2 separate regions of the Triticum aestivum genome follow, and region 2 is linked to region 1. The links are chromatin contacts, called in public Hi-C maps. All regions are on one chromosome and are shown on one strand. Each heading gives the region's core, a stretch centred on a gene start, on an enhancer-like site or on the middle of the called end of the contact. The rest is flanking DNA. Distances are from core to core; before and after follow the strand shown. Region 1 has its middle 38 kb from the start of LOC123077678. Region 2 holds the start of LOC123111428 (serine/threonine-protein phosphatase BSL1 homolog).

Evidence for each region. Hi-C and Micro-C count contacts between places; a contact is called where the count stands out from the background.
Region 2: a contact with region 1 is called in a Hi-C map of leaf, with 6 times the contacts expected there. The contact joins the promoter of LOC123111428 here to the enhancer-like site in region 1. A contact is called at or near these places in 3 of 5 Hi-C or Micro-C datasets (leaf and an unstated tissue).

Annotation. Positions count from the first base shown.
Region 1 is chr1B:124,743,776-124,747,340 of IWGSC CS RefSeq v2.1, reverse strand. It overlaps the pseudogene LOC123111419. Among protein-coding and RNA genes, the nearest start is that of LOC123077678, 38 kb to the right of the region's middle. Within about 2 kb of position 1,685, at least 3 of the 8 cell types and tissues checked have an H3K27ac peak or open chromatin away from gene starts, as enhancers often do. A contact at or near this core is called in leaf, where this site is marked.
Region 2 is chr1B:125,254,889-125,258,453 of IWGSC CS RefSeq v2.1, reverse strand. It overlaps LOC123111428 (serine/threonine-protein phosphatase BSL1 homolog), which reads right to left and starts at 1,680. Exons shown (of 21, transcript XM_044532236.1): 1 at 1,294-1,680; 2 at 1,132-1,192; 3 at 228-306; 4 at 66-145. The coding sequence starts at 1,507.

The sequences.
Region 1 (3,565 bases), core at 436-2,935:
CACATGCACATTGCAACATACCTATGAAGACATTGTTGATTCTACGGATGCACAATAACAACACAACAAAGCACGGTGTGTGTTATAAATAATTTTATTTGTGCACGGTCTACCAATGTGGGCAGACATGCACATTGCTATGATCCAAAAAATGCACATTTGAAATGTATGCTATCCAATCCAATTGGCGAATTGATCTAATCTACGACTCAACAAACAATGTGGTCGCGCTTCCTCGCATCAATCGTGCCCTAGCCAAAAACACAACATTTTGCCGGGGCACAGCAGCCGTGAACCACCCCAAAATACCCTTATGACAGACGAGTCGTCCATCGGTTTACATGTGCGGAGCAAAGCCGAGGTTAGTTGTACTTACATCGTTCTGTCAAGGTTGGACTGCTGCCGACGGATGTGGAAGGGATGTCGGCGAGGCTAGAATGGATACCGCCGGAGCAAAGAAAAAAATGGGGTGAGCATTAAAAATCCTCGATGCAGCTACGAGGTGGGCGGCCAAACGTAGCCAAAGGCCCCGCCATGTGAGCAGCTGAAGCCCCCGCTAGTGCAGTTGACGTCCCGACAACAATGATGGTTCGTTACGGTCCGACTACCGCTGGAAGCAAATCGAGAAGGAACTTTGAGCATCTTTTGCGTCTCCTAGAGGTCGTGATCCCCAATCGTAACGATAGCGAGCCAACGATGGCGAAACTACTACTGGGAGGGCATGGAATTGGGCACTAGGGTGGTGGAGCATCGGCTGCCATATGTGGCAAGGAAGGGACCGTGATACATAATGTGGGTTTTGACAGCAAGGGAGTGTAGCAGGGAATTAACAAGGGTGATACGCCGTGCCACCCATGCTTCCCAAGGAGTACAAGTTTACTGACACGTGAAACTGCATGCTGCGATGCGCCTTCTCGGCACCGACTCCTTAGGAAAGGTCGGCTGGGCCATTATTCTGCCTCAAGTCCGAGGATAACTTTAGGTTCATGAGGGCAATTCTGTACCGACCAGGATGCCAAGTCTATCGAACCCGATCAAGTGTACTTGACACACCTTCTTCAAAAGTCAGATAGGACGATTAACATTTGCCATACAATCACATTCAATTCAATCCTATTTATGAGCAATGTAGATAATAATAAATAGTTTCTCTACCCAGGTTTGCATATAGTTCTAAAAAAAGCCCTTCAAAAAGTTCACCTAACTTCTTGGTTGCATTTGATTTTTGTATCATCAAGTTATAAATAAAACCTGCCATTCGCCCAACACAACCCCCCCCCCCCCTAAAAATGACCAACACAAAAAAACCCACCTGCCACTGATTATCTCCATTTTCACTCAAGTTCTATAACTTTATAGTACTAACATTTTTTATTTGATTATATTTTTATGTAAACAGAATTTTTTTTAACATCAGTACAGACACAAGCGTTCATATACACACGCATACACTCATCCCTATGAACGGACACACGCATACCTTACCCCCTATGAGCACCTCCAAAAAACTGAGTCGGCATATCATTTAAGATTTACGAATTCACAGTCCAACTTAATCGGTACATTTGGCGTTCACCAGGCGGCGGAGCACGTGCGTTCTCCATTTTGTTTTTCTGAGTATAACGTGCGTTCTCCTTAGCGCACACGCAGAAAATGGCGAAGCTGGTGTGGACCTGGGCTTAGCCCGGCTTAGGCCCGCAGTTCGGTCCCGCAAATCTAACCCGGCCCGAACCGACCCGATCTGGCGTATATTATCCCGACGTAGTAAAACAAAAGCGAAAGAGAAAAGGAAAACCTAAATTCCCCATCCGAAGCGCAGAGCCACCCCGCCCCGGCGCCCGCCCGCCTGCCTCCCCGACCCCGATCGATCCATCGAAGCCGAAGAAGCTCCCCCTCCCCTCTGACAACACCGCGCGAAAACATAACACAGCCCCCCTCTCCAGTCGTAAAGGCAGCCCCCGCAAAGGCTTCGAGCGGCCGTTGCCGCGCTCCGATTTGAACCGGGAAGTGGGGGACGAAGGCCCCCGCCTCACCGCCTTGCCTCCACCGCTCCGCGCGGGCTGGAGGCGGAAACCCTAGCGATGGCGGCGTCCGTGGACGCGGCTGCGGCCGTGGCCGCGCCAGCTCCCGCGCCGCCCGTCGCCGCGCCCGAGGAGGCCGGCGGGGGCGACGCGGAGCAGGCCAGGATCCTCATCGGGGCGCTCAACCTTCTGTCGCGCAACCTCCCGCTTCCACCCGCCGTCCTGCGCGCGGTCTCGTCCATCTACCACGGCGGCGAAGACGCGGACCAGGAGGAGGAGGAGGAAGGGGCCGAGGGCCCGTCGCTGGTCGGGGATGAAGGCGGAGAGGGGGATCCCGCTGACGCCGTCGATGCGGCCGAGGTGCGTGCCGGTGCTTCTCCACTATGCGGCGCGTTTCGGTTGGATGCTCTGGCGTCGTGTAGCTCGATGGGGACTCTGGTGCCGGGGTTTGGTCTGGTGCGTGGTTTGGCTAGGGTTTGTGGAATTGGCGAGATTTAGCTGTGGTCCCAAATAATTAATTACTGTGGTTCGTGGCTTCGTGCTACGGATTTTGGGTTCGACTCGGGCTGCATCTTTGTGCAATTGGGAGCGTTAGCTTTTGGCGCTTTGTAATGCGTGTGGGTTAGTAAATTTCTCTGTCTGACGCCCTCTTGATTCTCTTTAAGACGAACGCATGATTATGGCATATCAACTTGTATTATCCCGGGGCTACAAGATTGGTGCTAGATATATTTAGCTGGCCACTCAGCTGGGACAACTTGAGTGACATTTGATGATTGGGTATCATGTTGTTTGTTTGGGTGATAGGGTCTTCTGATGTCGCGATGGAATCAGAAACATGTAGCTTCATTTCCAAAATGCACTATATTTATCTAGGACTTCCTTGAGAACTTTGTCTTGCCATCAGACTGATTCTCATTAATGAGGGGAGTTAGATGGAAAATGGGATAAATTGCTTGTCTTCCTTTATATGTTAAGTTGTTTGCCGTCATAACTAATCTGAGATACTTCTGCCCCCACCCCCTTGTTTCGAGAAACTTCTCCTTCTGCCACTGTTTGTGATCCCGACCTTGGGTTAGGAAAAAGCCATGCCAGTTTTCTGTTGTCCTGACAAGAAATTACCATGAAGGAAAGCACCACAAAATCACATGAAGTTCATAAGAAACAAAAATACAGGATGACCTGGAGAATTCTGGAGTCACTTTTCTACACAAGTTTAAGACTGATCTTCTTCTTCTGAAGTTCCAGTCCAGATCAATCCATGATTTTTTTCTTGATTATCTGGCATTTTCTTGATACACTTCTGAATTTTCTTTTATTCTTTCTGTTGATGGTTGTTTGGCTTGGACCACATGACAATGGCTAGAGAAACACGTAATGCTAGAAGGAGGAACACAACGAGTGGCATAAATATTATCTCTTTTGTTCTATTATTATTAGAGGTTTAGGGTTTGTTAATATTCTTTAACTGGCCTTTTCCTCTACCTCTTAGGAAGCCACCTTGATTCAAGAGCTTGAAGATTCTATATATAGAAACCAAATGA
Region 2 (3,565 bases), core at 431-2,930, 510 kb before region 1:
AAGATCAACTCCAAAAAGGCGAGCAAACTGACAAACAAGCAAAAAAAAAGTATCTTTGTGTTCACCGGTGCCATTTGAACTTGTCGTTTGTCAGATCAAGCACATACAGATCGTCTGTCGAATGCCCCGCTGGTCCAATCCCACCCTGCACAGACATTGCACCACTCACCACTGAACTAAGTTGGATGGCACCAAATCGAAACTCAAAAATACCAAGTTCCTCATACCTGGAAAACAACCATGGTGCCCACAGCAGCAGCAGAATGTGCAGCCCTTGGAGATGGAGGATCTCCAGCTGGATGTAACCTGCAGGCATGTAGAATTTAATTTAATGAATATACCGTTACGAATCCATACAATTCTAGCATTACGAAAAACGAATCTAGCATTGTGAGTCCATTCGACTTGCCTAACGAATCTACCATTAAGAGTACATTTCGGCTTGCATAATAAATATACCGTTACGAGTCCATTCGGCTTGCGTGACGAATATACTGTTACGAGTCCATTTGGCTTGCCAAACAAATAACGCCCAGCTAAGTAACTGATGTATGGAAAGCATATAATTGTGCACAATTGCTAGTGAGCTCAAACATAAGATACAGGGTTCACCACATTTAACCAAACAAGACACAAATACAACCCATAATCGGACACAATCTACACATTTAGCCTCCCCAACAAGAAATGACTTAAAATTGACCCAGAATTATGCCTTGTAATGAAGCCAAATGGAGGCTCTCCAGCTGGATGTAACCTGCAGGCACGTAGAACTTAATCTAACGAATATACCGTTCCAAGTCAAGCATTACGAGTCCATTCTAATCTAGCTTTACAAGTCCATTCGGATTGCCTAACGAATATACCGTTGCGAGTCCATTCGGCTTGCCTACCGAATAACGCCAAGCAAAGTAACTGATGTATGTAAAGCATATAATCGTAACAACTGCTGGTGAGCTCGAACATAAGATACAGAGTTCACCACATTTGACACAACCAGACACAGGTACCAGTGATCGGACGCAATCTATACATTCAGCCTCCGCAACAGAATATGACTCAAAATTGAGCTATAATTATGCCGTCCGACGAAGCAGCATAGCAAAAATCTGGGTCGAGCAGCGGCCTCACCTCGTCCACCTCCGCTTGTCCACGTCGTACGAGTGCACCGTGTTGGTCACCCCCGCGAGCCCTTCAGTCCAAGACCAAAAACCCACCATTAGAGCACAACAGAAGGAGAATTTCAACTCGAGCACAGCGCGCGCGAGAGGGGAGAGAAAAGGGGCACCGAACTGATGCCGGGGAGGCCGGAGGTCGCGCCGGCCTCGATCGCCGTGGCGCCGCCGAAGAGGATGAGGCGCGGGCCGTGGCCCTTGGTGGGCGCGATGACGGTGAGGGAGTGGCCGCACCTGTAGCCCGGCGAGTCGTCCCCCGACCCCTCCCACCCCTCCACCTCCCTGTACGCCGGCGCCGGCACGACCCACGCGCCCTTCCCCGCCGTCCCCATCGCCGCCCCAACTCGTCGGACCCAAACCCTAGCTTCCCCACTCCCCGCGCTAAACCCTAGGCTGCAGCCGCGACGGCGCCGACGCAGACGCAGCCCGCAGCTTGGGATCCGAGGAGGTGGGGAGTGAGGAGAGAAAGAGAAACGGCTGGGAGAGAAGAGAAGAGTAGTACTGCAGTTCGCACTGGACGCGGAGAGAGGCGACAGCGGGGGCCGGGGTGTGCGGTAATACGGTGGGGCTGGGGTGGCGGTGGGAGGGGGTTAATACGGTGGGGCCGGGGTGTCGGTGGGCGGGGGTAAATGGTGCGCGGGTGCGGGCGCTGGGGGAGTCAATGGGGGCCTTCGTCATCATCTACAGCTCAGAGGTGGGGAGGGAAGTACACAACGGAAGGAGGGAGGGGCTGGCGAGGCGAGGGATGAATGGTAGGCACGGCCGCCGCCGGGTGGGCTGTGGGCCCCACCGGCCCGGCTGGCTGACTTTATAACTGGTTGCCTTTTCGAATAGGTACAGTTCACAAAGGTTTCTCCTTTTGGATTGGAACGTGTAGGGAAACCCACAGAGAGAGACATCCTGACAGGTGAGCAGGCTGGTGGAGGGGGGGAGTGCCACGGCCACGATGGCGGGGGCTGGCCGCGACGGTGCGGCGGAGATCATCGTCAACTCGATGGAGCATGGCTAGTCAGCTAGTTGTAGGAATGCAAACTAGAACTCTCAAGTCAGCCCCATGTAAATGTCACATGGGAAGGTGATTTGCTTGTGGCGGTGGCGGTGGCGAGTGGCACGGTTACGGCGGCGGCGCCCAGGACGATGTGGCCATGGTCATAGCAGGAATGGTGGGGTGGAGGCGGTTGGAGACACGGTGGCATTGTGGCAAGATGGCGCCTAGATTTGGCGTGTGTGCGTTAGGGCCGGAGGGGCTACAACGGGTGATAGCCCTATTTGCGGTCCATCTTCACTCTCACTTATTGTCGCTCCCGCCTAGGAGTCTGACCTGTGGTGGTGAGCGTTTGGACGACGGCTTTGGAATGTGGTCGGCAGATATGCAAGGTGGCTGCGGCAGCTGTCCCATTTGGCCGTAACCCTACATCCAGCATCCCAATCTTCGTCACCGACAAAGATTGGAGGCGGTGCGGCAATGTCCGAAAGCAGAGACGGCAAAGCCATCTACCTACTTCGAGTGTTTTCTCTAGCGGCATGGGTGGTATCCGACATCTCACGACAGTGGGACTAATGAGTCATCGCCAACTAGTATAACGGTTGTTGGCAACTATGGTTTCGACAACAAGTGTGTGCATCCAAGGTGAAAACCCGTGATCCCCTATCTTCGTCTTGAGATGGCAACGTCGACATGGGGTGCGTCGTGCCCTTGTTGAAGGTGTTGGGAAAATCCCAAGTGCAACCTTTGGTTGGATCCGTCAACATCCACGTGTGTGTGGTGATGCCTTTCTGAAGGATTTGCCAAGGAGTAGTTATTGCTCAATCATGTGTCATGGTGTCTGTGCTAGGTTTGGGGAATACTGTCGTGAAGCGGATATTTTCTTTAAGCAACTCATTCGGCATCAATGTTGGCTTTACATGGCATTGTTAGATAATATTAATAAATAATTGTGTGCATAAGTGATGCAGAGGCCATGAGTTGATTCTCCTTTTCTAAGAAAACAAGAGAAGGGTGTTTAATATATACTCGTATGCAAACTCACAGAGTATCCAATTAGATCTCGAGTGGTTGATACAGTAATAAACCATACTTTTAGAATGATACGCTGGAGCAATACTATGAGATAATAGTGAGATTGTCTCATGGTTTCCCACCTATCAATGATGCATACGGTCTATAATTGTGATCATATTACATACATCTTTTGGTTCTCTGCACATCTGGGTGGTAAATGGTGGAGGCATTGATGATGACACTATGCGCCAATATATACTTTAGACAGAAAGCATATTGACAAGAGGAAAACAAAAGTATAAATACATCATTGTGAAGATATTGACGAACTACTATAATCCACATGAAAGATGGATTATAGGTCTGAGGGTGGCATTCGAAGAAACAT